Regions from separate parts of the Danio rerio genome. Here region 2 is linked to region 1. Evidence: chromatin contacts called from public Micro-C data. All regions are on one chromosome and are shown on one strand. The core of a region is the stretch at or near the end of the contact, and the rest is flanking DNA. Distances in the headings are between cores, read along the strand shown. Region 1 holds the start of mych (myelocytomatosis oncogene homolog). Region 2 holds the start of osgn1 (oxidative stress induced growth inhibitor 1).

Region 1 (5,038 bases), core at 1,120-3,619:
TGAAAAAAGCTGAATCAGCACAATTATTGAGTTTTTTTGTAAATATAAATAATAATTAAGCTAACTTAATCGATTTGTGTTGGGACAACATGAAGGAATTGTGTGGAATACAGCATTTTGGTCCCACATTATATATTGAGTAGCCTTAACTAATATGTACTTAAGCTGTAACTAATCATTTGTTACAGTTTACTTATTGTGTAAAATACATGTTTTACATTGTACTTATGATTGATTAAATACCAGCATGTAAAGAACTGTAAACAATTTCTGTAATTACATATTTAATTGCACTCTTAACCCTCCCTTAAACCTACCCATACCACCAAACCCTAACCCTACCTGTAGCCCACCCCAAGAGCACCAGAAGTGTTCTGCAATACATTGCATTTATTTTTTGATGCAAGTACATAGTGGTTAAGGCCACTTAATATAAAGTAGGACCAGCATTTTTTTAAAGTAAAAGAAACATCATTTCAATTATTCCTCTCTGGAATTTGGTTTTCGCAAGTTATTTGAACTATTTAAGACCCAGTACTTGCATTTAACATGATTAAAATATTTATAATGTTACATCTTTGATTATTATTTTACTAAACATTTTTTTTACTGAACTCAACTGTGGCCACCCTGCTCGTCAAATTATATATATATATATATATATATATATATATATATATATATATATATATATATATATATATATATATATAATTTTTTTTCATTAAAAAAAATGAAGATCAGTTTAAAAAATGTCAAAGTGCGCAATAAAATGTGTAAAAGGCAGGCTCCAGAATCAGCATGGCTGTGCACTGGACAGAGTTATAGAGGAGCAGCTGCTGAGAAAGGAAGCAAACGGAGCAGTGTGTCGTAATGCTGTCTGGAGTTCACTGGGTCTTTGATACTAAACCTCATTCAGAGGCCTCTAGAGGGCAACATCTACAGGACATTCCGATTACATGCAGTTCAGCCCATTCCAGCACAATGGCCATTTCCCAAATCCTTTGTGCATTTACAATAAAAAAAATAGTGTATTTCAGTTTAACAACATATGAACATATAAGTGTAAGCATATATTAATAAAATGCATAATCATTTGTATTGAAGTATGTATAAAATATTATGTTTTGGAGACACTGAAGGCAAAAACATCTTTTGTTCATCCATTTGTCACATTAGAGATTTTAAGCTTTTTCACTTCAGCATAATATAAATAAATAACCTGAAAATCTGAAAGAAACATTCAAAATCCACTTTTAATGCTTTTTATTATACTTTAAATATATTGACTGTGGTGGTTCATTCCGCTGTGGCGACCCCGGATTAATAAAGGGACTGAGCCAAAAAGAAAATTAATGAATGAATGTCTATTGATTGTAATCTAAAGACACACACTGATAAAAAAAAACATTTTATCAAAATTATTTTTGTCATTAATCTTTATTTCAGCATATTTTCATACGTAAACTACATTTGAGAACGAGTTTGCAATCCTAAAAATATTTAATCAACTATGGAAGTAAAGTAAAAACTAATTAACGTTTTACTCTATTCATCTCCAACATCCCACTCTAAATATCATCAAATGTAATATGAGAGCATGAAAACGCCACGACACATATTGAAGTTGCATTATAAATAACGTGTATGGGAACTATTTGTCTCTTTGTTGCAGGCAGTCTGAGCTCAGCGGTCGTCAAGAATGCAGGATTCCTCCCATATGTCGAGTTTGCGGGAGACTCATAAATCATCCCCGCCACCTGAGAGAAAGGGGTTTACCCTGCACGTGTTCAGCCGGATGCTATTCTTTTGTTACGTAACCCACGCCTATATCGCTCTAATATGCTTCTTAAATTTACATTTCTATCCCCTCGCGTCGCGCGATATCTGTGTATATAAGGAGTGCCTGTTTGAGAACAGTATGTCCTTCAGCTCGTGTACATATTACCCGCCAAAACAGACCACAGTGCAATGTCACGTGCTTTCGTTCTATTTTTTTATAGACACCACTATGGTAATCGCATAGCGGAGCCGGCATTTGTGAAGTGGCGCACGTGTGTGAGCTACTACCCTCCTTCTTTTTCTTGGAATTGTGCGGTTCATTGAGTGCACGAGCGCTCCGCCGATTCTCTAGTGCGGATCTATACTCGCCTCATTCCGCGTCGGCTGTTGCACCACTTTTCCGTGCAGGATTTTATCGCACATCGAGCTACGGGCTATTATTAGGCATAATAACACCAAAGGTTTTCATTCAAGATTTGTCAAATGAGTTTTGGCGCGAGTTTTCTGAGCGGAAGAGTCAAGGCTGTGCGTCGCCCTTTAAAATTAAATGGTCTCCAACCGTTGCCACACCCACTGCCAGCCTCTGTCCGCGTGGGCTCTGACATGCCGCAAGGAGGATCTGCGGACTTTCAGCGATTTTATAGATAATTTTACGAACGGTTGATTTAGATTCGCCGACGTTTTCCGTCTACTTTTATCACCACAGTGTTGAAAAAGGTAAGGGCGCGACTTTTGGGCTTTCCTGTATGTGTTCTGTCTGTCTACCGGCTTCTTCCTCCCCAGGATCGTGCAACGTGAATCTCTCGCATATCTGTGCATGAAGTGCTTTACTTGTGAAGGAATTAGAGAAATTCACTTCGAACTTGTGTTAATGCAGCTTTTTGAGGAAGTTGTGCGAGTTTTCATCCGGTGTTTTTAACAATTAATGCGGAATTTTAATGCACATTGTGACTGGTCATCTATTTAATCACGCATACGCGCATTGGTTAGCTTTTTATTCATTATTTATACAATAATGTGTTTAAGCAATTGAGTTTTTGGTAGTTTGTGCATTTTTGAACTTCTGTTTTAATGCATTTTCAAGCTATTTTTGTGGAAAACTTGGACATTAGTATTATAATAAAATACTTGGATCACTGCAATGAGAATATAGAAAATGTCTGTTGAGTTCTTATTAGAAGTATAAAATATATTTCTAGTAAAAACCCTAGAAAGCATTATATATACTTATATATTGTAAATTTCTAGATTAAATATTTCCTTGAATCGAATTTGTTTATTAGTTTTCTTAAAGTTTAGACATGATTCACTTTTTCAAATGTGAGGAATTTGAAAAGGGCGAAGAGTCTCGTGCGGGACCTTTCCAGCTGTTAATGACATCACTACTCTGACGAGCCCGACTCCGCCCGTGGGGCGGGGCAAACATTGTAAACAAGAATAAAAGCAACTCGCGAGCCGCGAAACTTTACAATCGGCAGTGCTCGACAACAACAGACAGCAGGCCAGTTAGAAAAAACCCGACCGCTTAAAACTGGAGGACTTTTACTTTTGGATGCGCGTTATCTCTCATTTTAAAGGATTCTTTTCTCGTGCGTTTTTCTAACAGGTTCCGTCAAGATGCTGCAGGCGTGTTCTCCATCGCACGACTGGTTCTGCGACTCCGAGCCGTTGCTGTTTGACGATGAGTTCTGTATGAGCCTCATGAAGGACCTGCAGTGCATCCCCACACCGCCTCAGTCTCCTCCCATGAAACCCGGCCTCGCAAAGAACATGTCCACGGTGGACCAGCTGGAGTTAGTATCTGAACTTTTAATGGAGGACACAGACTTTCTCCAACTGGACTGGAACTTTACCGGGCCCGCTTCTTCAGCAGATGATCCGCTATCAGAGGACTGCCTGTGGCGCCCCGACGGGGACAAACAGACAGAGGATAAACTATCCGCGGTGCTCTCCACGAGCCCCCTGCTCTCCGACATAGACACGCAGATTTTCGCGGAGATCGCCGGCTCTACGCTGGACTGCCACACCGCGGCGCTCGCCTGCCAGGCACTGGAGAGCGAAGACTCCCCGCTGGACAGCCAGGAGCAGATCGAATCCACGTCTGACTACGGTTCACTGTCCACAGGAGGAGAGTCATCCACTAGCGATTCTGGTGAGTCTTTTGCTACCTTTACAGTGCTTATCAGTGCTGGGTGTTAAAGTTATCTGTTGATCTTAAGCCTATCATACCTTAAAAAAAGCATAACACACTTTAACATGGAAAAAAATAGATGTATTTAAATGAATTGATTTTAGATTGTGATATATAACTTCTTCACTGATATTTGTGTGTTTAGCACTAATAATAGTGTAAAGCTCAGCTTGTAACGGTTGTTGTGCTCTACAGAGGAGGAGATTGATGTGGTGACGGTGCGGCGCTCCAGCACCCTGACACGCTCTCAGCACCAGCAGCAGCTGGAGGACAGCCGGCGGGAGCAGCAGCGTGCACTCAAGCGCTATCACTTTGAAATCCAGCAGCAGCACAATTACGCTGCCCCGCGACCTGCCTCTCCTCCGCCCCCGCCCTCACCGCCTCTCAAGCGCACTCGGGGCTCTGGAGACTCCCAGCGAGGTCTGCAGATCCCTGGACGCTCTCGCAGTCTGGTCGTCCGACAGCCGGTTGATACAGAGGATGAAGAGGAGAGGAGGAGGACGCACAATGTGATGGAGAGGCAAAGGCGCAACGAGTTAAAGAACTGCTTTCTAAGGCTGCGGGACAACGTCCCTGAACTGTCCAACAACGACAAGGCGTCCAAAGTGGTGATTTTAAAGCGTGCGAAAGAAAGCATCAGAAATCTAGAATCAGAAAACCAGAGACTGACCAGCAAAAGAGACAAACTCCGAGAGCGACAGGAACAGCTGAAAGCCAGACTTGAACAGCTGAAGAGACATTGAGCACCCGGGACTAAACTTTAGCCACTTGATAGTAGTCGAGTGCTCGGCTGGTTTGAGGACTGAAACACATGTGACTGATTGTAAAGAGCGCAGCAGCATCTCTTGAAGAGATTGTGGAGGTTTTTTTCGTTTAGCAAACGTGCATGATCAATGCAGGAAACGTTCTCAGTGTTTTGACTTGCGTAAAGTCATTTAGTTCATGAGTCTTACTATTATGAAAGCGTTTCATATACTGTATGTTGGACGAATAATCAGTTTAATGCATAGTTAGCCTTAAAGTCCACACACACGTTCTACCTTGTTGTTCTTGGCATTCATGTTA
Region 2 (5,082 bases), core at 2,273-4,772, 250 kb after region 1:
TCATGCAAAATCTGGTTGGGATGGAAACCATCGGGGGAAAGGTAAGGGGTGTATCCCGACAACAAATAAGAAAGACAAATCCCGGATGGTCCATTACCTGTTCAAAACACAGTCATGCATATGAATACTAGAAGCAATCGATAACATCTTCCAAGCAGTCACAGATATTCTTTTGTTTTTGGTACTATTGAGTTTTTATTTCTTGTAGGTATTGCTTTTTAACATGTTGGTTTAATTGTGGGTTAATTTTGCAGCAACTGTGTGCAATTTAGGCAAGGGATGATAACCGGTTTCAAGGTTTACCACAGTTTGGAAAAGTCAAGGGTACAACTGCAATCATTTTCTGTTATACCATTCCTACAATACATGTAAGGTTTTTATATGCACTTTTACGACTATATTATTTAGTTTTGGAACCAACATCCAAGCCTACTATAGACCTTAACAGTGCACCCAGCAAGCATTTTTGTTTTTAAAAAAAAGAAAAAGTCTTATAGGTCTAAACATGGACGGCTTTGTTAAAACAAGGATAAATTTTAGCTGTCAGTGAATATCTAATAGACATCGAAGAAAGCCCAAAACTAGTCATCAAATACAAAACAAACGAACTACGAATGTCAAGTCTGTCTATCTGTATTTGATGACTAGTCTAGTTTTGGTGTATTCTTAGAGATCTATTAGATTCACTGACTGCCCAAATTTAGCCACCTACAATTAGATGTCTATTAGATGTCTAAACACAAAATTGCTTGGTGGGCAGTGGCTTACTTTATATATAAAAAATAAATAAATAAATAAATGATATGCAAAGATGCCTTTACAAGTTGTAAAGGAATGTTTTTGAAAGTAATGAAGACAGCAGAAGCATGTGATTTATTTTAATCATTTAGTCGGACACGTTTATGTTCCAACATTTTTAAATCAGGGTTCCAACAGGTTTCTTTAAATCAAATTAAAGACTTTAAGACAATTATGAACGAAGGTTAAGGCTTTTACAAGCTAAACACGAAGGACTTTTCTGATGGCCCAGTTACTTCTAGAAATTGTTTCTGTATTAATAGAAGATCATGTAAAGGGATTTGTTGCTTCAGTTTTCTTTCCCTGATTAGGGAATTTAATTTGGAGAATTTGCTGTAAAAATGTCTAACAGCTGTTGTGACTTCAACACATACACAAGTTTCAAGATCATTATTGAGATTTTTGGTGATTGGGTGTCAGCCCGATTGGTTAGCATTAGAGACAAAGAGAAATTAAGACTTTAAGGCCTAAAATTTAAAACATTAAGACTAAGAGCCTGCGGACCCCAGTTAAATGTTGCTTAAAATAAAATATATCGTGTTCAACAGGGAAAAAAATGTTTTTTTACCCATACATTTAAAAAATGATGATAATTTAGAGGAGTAGTCAAAAAAAAAAAAAAAAATTTTGCGATACTGTGAAACAGTTACATTTTTATCCAATGCTATCATGCTATCAGAATCTTATCAGCTAATGCCTAACACAATTATCCTGTTAATTATTAGTTAATTGTAGTCCTTGGTTGCAGTACAACATTTAAACAGTACAGAGAGAAACAACAGTCCAAGAGGAGTTATTTTGCATGCATTATGCATGTAGGAAGCACATTATCGGCTGTAAGTGTTGATGGAAGAGGTAGTGTCATGTGTCAGACAAAGTACACACAAACTTCACAAAGCATAAAAGAAACATTGAAATGGCAACTCTTACCAACAATGACAACAGGCAGGATATCGTCAGAAAAGGTGTCTTTATTGTACAGCTCCATAGTGGCTAACCTGTTATATAAAAAAGAACAAATGTCGAGTTGAAAACGTTATCAACTAAACCATAAAACCCCCTCCCAAGATACACACCACCACTCCCTCACTTCCATGATAATAACGACCAGCTAACACGGTCCCCTTTTATATTACATCACTCTATATAATCTGAATTACAGTAAGACGGACTATAAGCTTCAGCCAATACTCCTTATGAATCAACTCAAGTGCAATTACATAACAGGAGAAGTTCAGCGTTACGGTAACCATGACTGGACAGAATATCTTAAAGTGACAGCGCCATTAAAGGAGTTCGCGCCACGGTCGAAACAGCTGAATCACTCTGAATAGAAACTAAACGGCTAAACGAAAAAGCAGAGCTTTATTTAATATCAAAAGTCAGTCAAACACACTTGATATGGAAATTGTTCGTCGTTTTCACTTTAATATACATTTGTAATGAACGTAGACGCATTTTAGAAACGTTTCTGTGAACTTGAACGAAGTCCAGGGGGGCGTGTGGGTCTGTGTCTACGTGCAGGACGCTTTCTGAATTCAGGTCAGTTTATGAGGTTGCGGCTGATAAAAATGTTTATGTGCAAGTCATAAAAGGTTAATGCACACAATGCATTCACATTAAACGCGTATAACGTATAAACGTGCAGTGTTTCGTAATTTTATGGCTCCCAAGTTACTATGTTGTGCTTTATAAAGTTTAAAATATAAGCCAATTTGATCTCTTATTGAATTTGTCAGTTGTAACAGTTAAGTTTTTTCTCGTTTATCTGCAAAAAGCTAGCAAGTGACAGACAAGTATCACAGTGACAGCGAGCCGCGTGCACGTCACATCTGAAGTCCATTCAAGGTGTTAAATCATGCGCGTTCACACGCCCCCAAAATTAAAGACGCAGCAGCTCATCCCAAATTAAATCATAGTCATAAATTTACTCATCTGCGATCATATACTTTCAGATGCTTAAGAAACAAGATGTCAGAATGACAGCCATACCACGTAACGTTACTTGCAAACCAAAGCGTAATGTGACCTCAGTTTCAACTTGCTGAACATAAAAGAAACACTATTTAAGGCTATATTTTCTCTCGGATTTGTGCAAAATGAGCTGACGTTAGACAGAGGTTTCCAGAAAAGGCGACACGCGTTTCTCAGACGCATTGTCTGCTGAATCTCTCCGCCCCCATGATGCGCGAACAGCCAAATCGGACATGCCAGACTGTAGGTTAACGGGATTGTATTTACTGAAGATTAAAGCCAAGTTACACACGAAAGCCGGTAACTAACTTAATGGGTGTACGTTAACCCAGATGCGCGCATTACATGCGTGCGCGTTCACGTAAGTGTCCACTGTCCAGACATGCCTACGAGACAATTTCCATATCCGACGGACATATTACGACGCAACACCAAATTTAAGGAAAAAGAACAAAGATGAGTTAAAATGACCCAAAAGAAGAGGTCGAGTACATTAATCATATCCCCCCTGCAATGATGTCAAGTTTTGTAATGTATTAACGTTAACTCAAACCGGCGTGATGCAAGCAAAGCCATAACGGCTTGATGTAACCACCTACCTGTAATGTAAATGCTCCGAATAAGTCGAGAGACAGCAAAGCCTTAAATTTACAAGAGATGAAGATAATATAAACCGAGAGGTGAAATACGCAGTTTCCTCTCGCTGTGCTTCAAGCGTGGCTGCTAGGAGAGATACGGCACTCTTCAGCACACAGACAGTACTCGTGCGCTAATGGGTTTTATAATTTTTCCTTCATAGTGTGTCCCATACGAGCCAATCATCGAGAAAAGATGTGACGTTTACAATATGATTGGTCCGGCTTAGAGTGACGCACCGGCGTCTTGATGCCTTGTAGTTTTCCACTCACTGACAATGATCTGATCGCTGATTGGCTTAAATCCTGCTCTCACTGCATATCAGCCAATCAGAGAACGCAGCGACTTCAGCGGTGTCGCTGCCATCGTAACCGTTCAACGTTGCATCGCCCTTAACGAAAATTGTTGCCTTTTTTGGCAACCTTAACAATTATGTTCGACTGTCTTTTGTAATAAAAGTGTTAATTAATTACTAATGATTTTCTACTCTCTGAATTGAATCTTTCATTGTTTTTTTCCAGAATTTTACCTCATGATTGAAAGCAATGACAACTGCTAAAGGTTTGTGTATTTCCTTTAACGTTATATCAATCTCCATAATTATTGTCGTTGGAGTATAATGACTTGGTGATTTAGTTAGTTGGATAAGATTCACCGTTTGTTGACTTTGCATGACTCATATTTCTAATTAATATTTCCTTCAGACTTAACTTTGTACATCCTCAGTTTGCTTATTGTCAAACTATATATGTAAGACATTTAACATTTAAATTAACCCTCATATTTTAGGTACATATTTTAAAACTATGAAGGTACGTGACTTTGCGACATGCTTACTGGGTCAAGTGATGCAATATAGTTAACCTTTGTGATGCTTTTTTTGACCCCCCCCCCACCCTCCTCAGAAGTAAAAGAAAGTTTCCATTGTTGGAACTAATCACTGAAATCCTCACTCGAGGTATTTTCTCATGGGTGTATTTGGGTTCCCATTAACATTTTTTTAAAAGTAGACTGCTTAGACCAGCTTCAAAGTCTGACAAAGAAACTGATGAGATAACAAACTCAAAAATGGGAAACATGTTGCCTGTGGACTGGAGCCATAAATTTGTGTGCATATGTCTAAGGGTGATACCCAAAGTTTGAGTAAATCAAAAAAGGTCATTTAACCTTGTCTAAAAACATACTTTCAATACCATTTGAGGCAGCGATAAGGGCTTTGAGTTATGGTAGTCGTGGTTCTTTTGTTTCTTGGATATCCACCAAAACTGCTGAACTTTAAGAACATGCTGTTACTTAACATTGTGACCCTGTGGTCAAGATTTATCAAGCCTGATTAGCTCTAAATTCATTTGCACACATACATTGCATGCAAATATGCATGCACGCACATACAAACAAAACCCTAAACTACCACACCAGGTGTCCTGACATTTTATCTTACCCATCAGATTATGCTACCAACACTGTATTTTAATGGTTCTGAGGTTGGGGTTAGGTATTGGGCGATAATACAGCTTCATATCTCTACTCCACATTAAAATTCAGCCCAAATAAATAGTTTACAACTACCTAACTTTAAAATATTTATTAATTAATTGTTGAATTGTCCTACCTCCCATTCAAAAAGTAGGTAGCACATTTTGATGACGCAATATGCTACCCATCAAATTTTGC

The links. A called contact is a pair of places that touch in the nucleus more often than the background predicts.
Region 2: a Micro-C map of caudal fin shows a contact between it and region 1, with 6 times the contacts expected there. The contact joins the promoter of osgn1 here to the promoter of mych in region 1. A contact is called at or near these places in 4 of 18 Hi-C or Micro-C datasets (caudal fin, embryo, hematopoietic stem cells and 1 more) and 1 of 4 datasets of contacts at active chromatin or transcription factors (embryo).

What each region holds. Positions count from the first base shown.
Region 1 is chr6:53,094,141-53,099,178 of GRCz12tu, forward strand. mych (myelocytomatosis oncogene homolog) reads left to right here and starts at 2,370. Exons shown (of 3, transcript NM_001126109.1): 1 at 2,370-2,499; 2 at 3,389-3,934; 3 at 4,169-5,038. The coding sequence starts at 3,400. The coding sequence ends at 4,716.
Region 2 is chr6:53,346,064-53,351,145 of GRCz12tu, forward strand. It overlaps osgn1 (oxidative stress induced growth inhibitor 1), which reads right to left and starts at 3,523. Exons shown (of 6, transcript NM_200186.1): 1 at 3,372-3,523; 2 at 1,729-1,796; 3 at 1-97. The coding sequence starts at 1,786.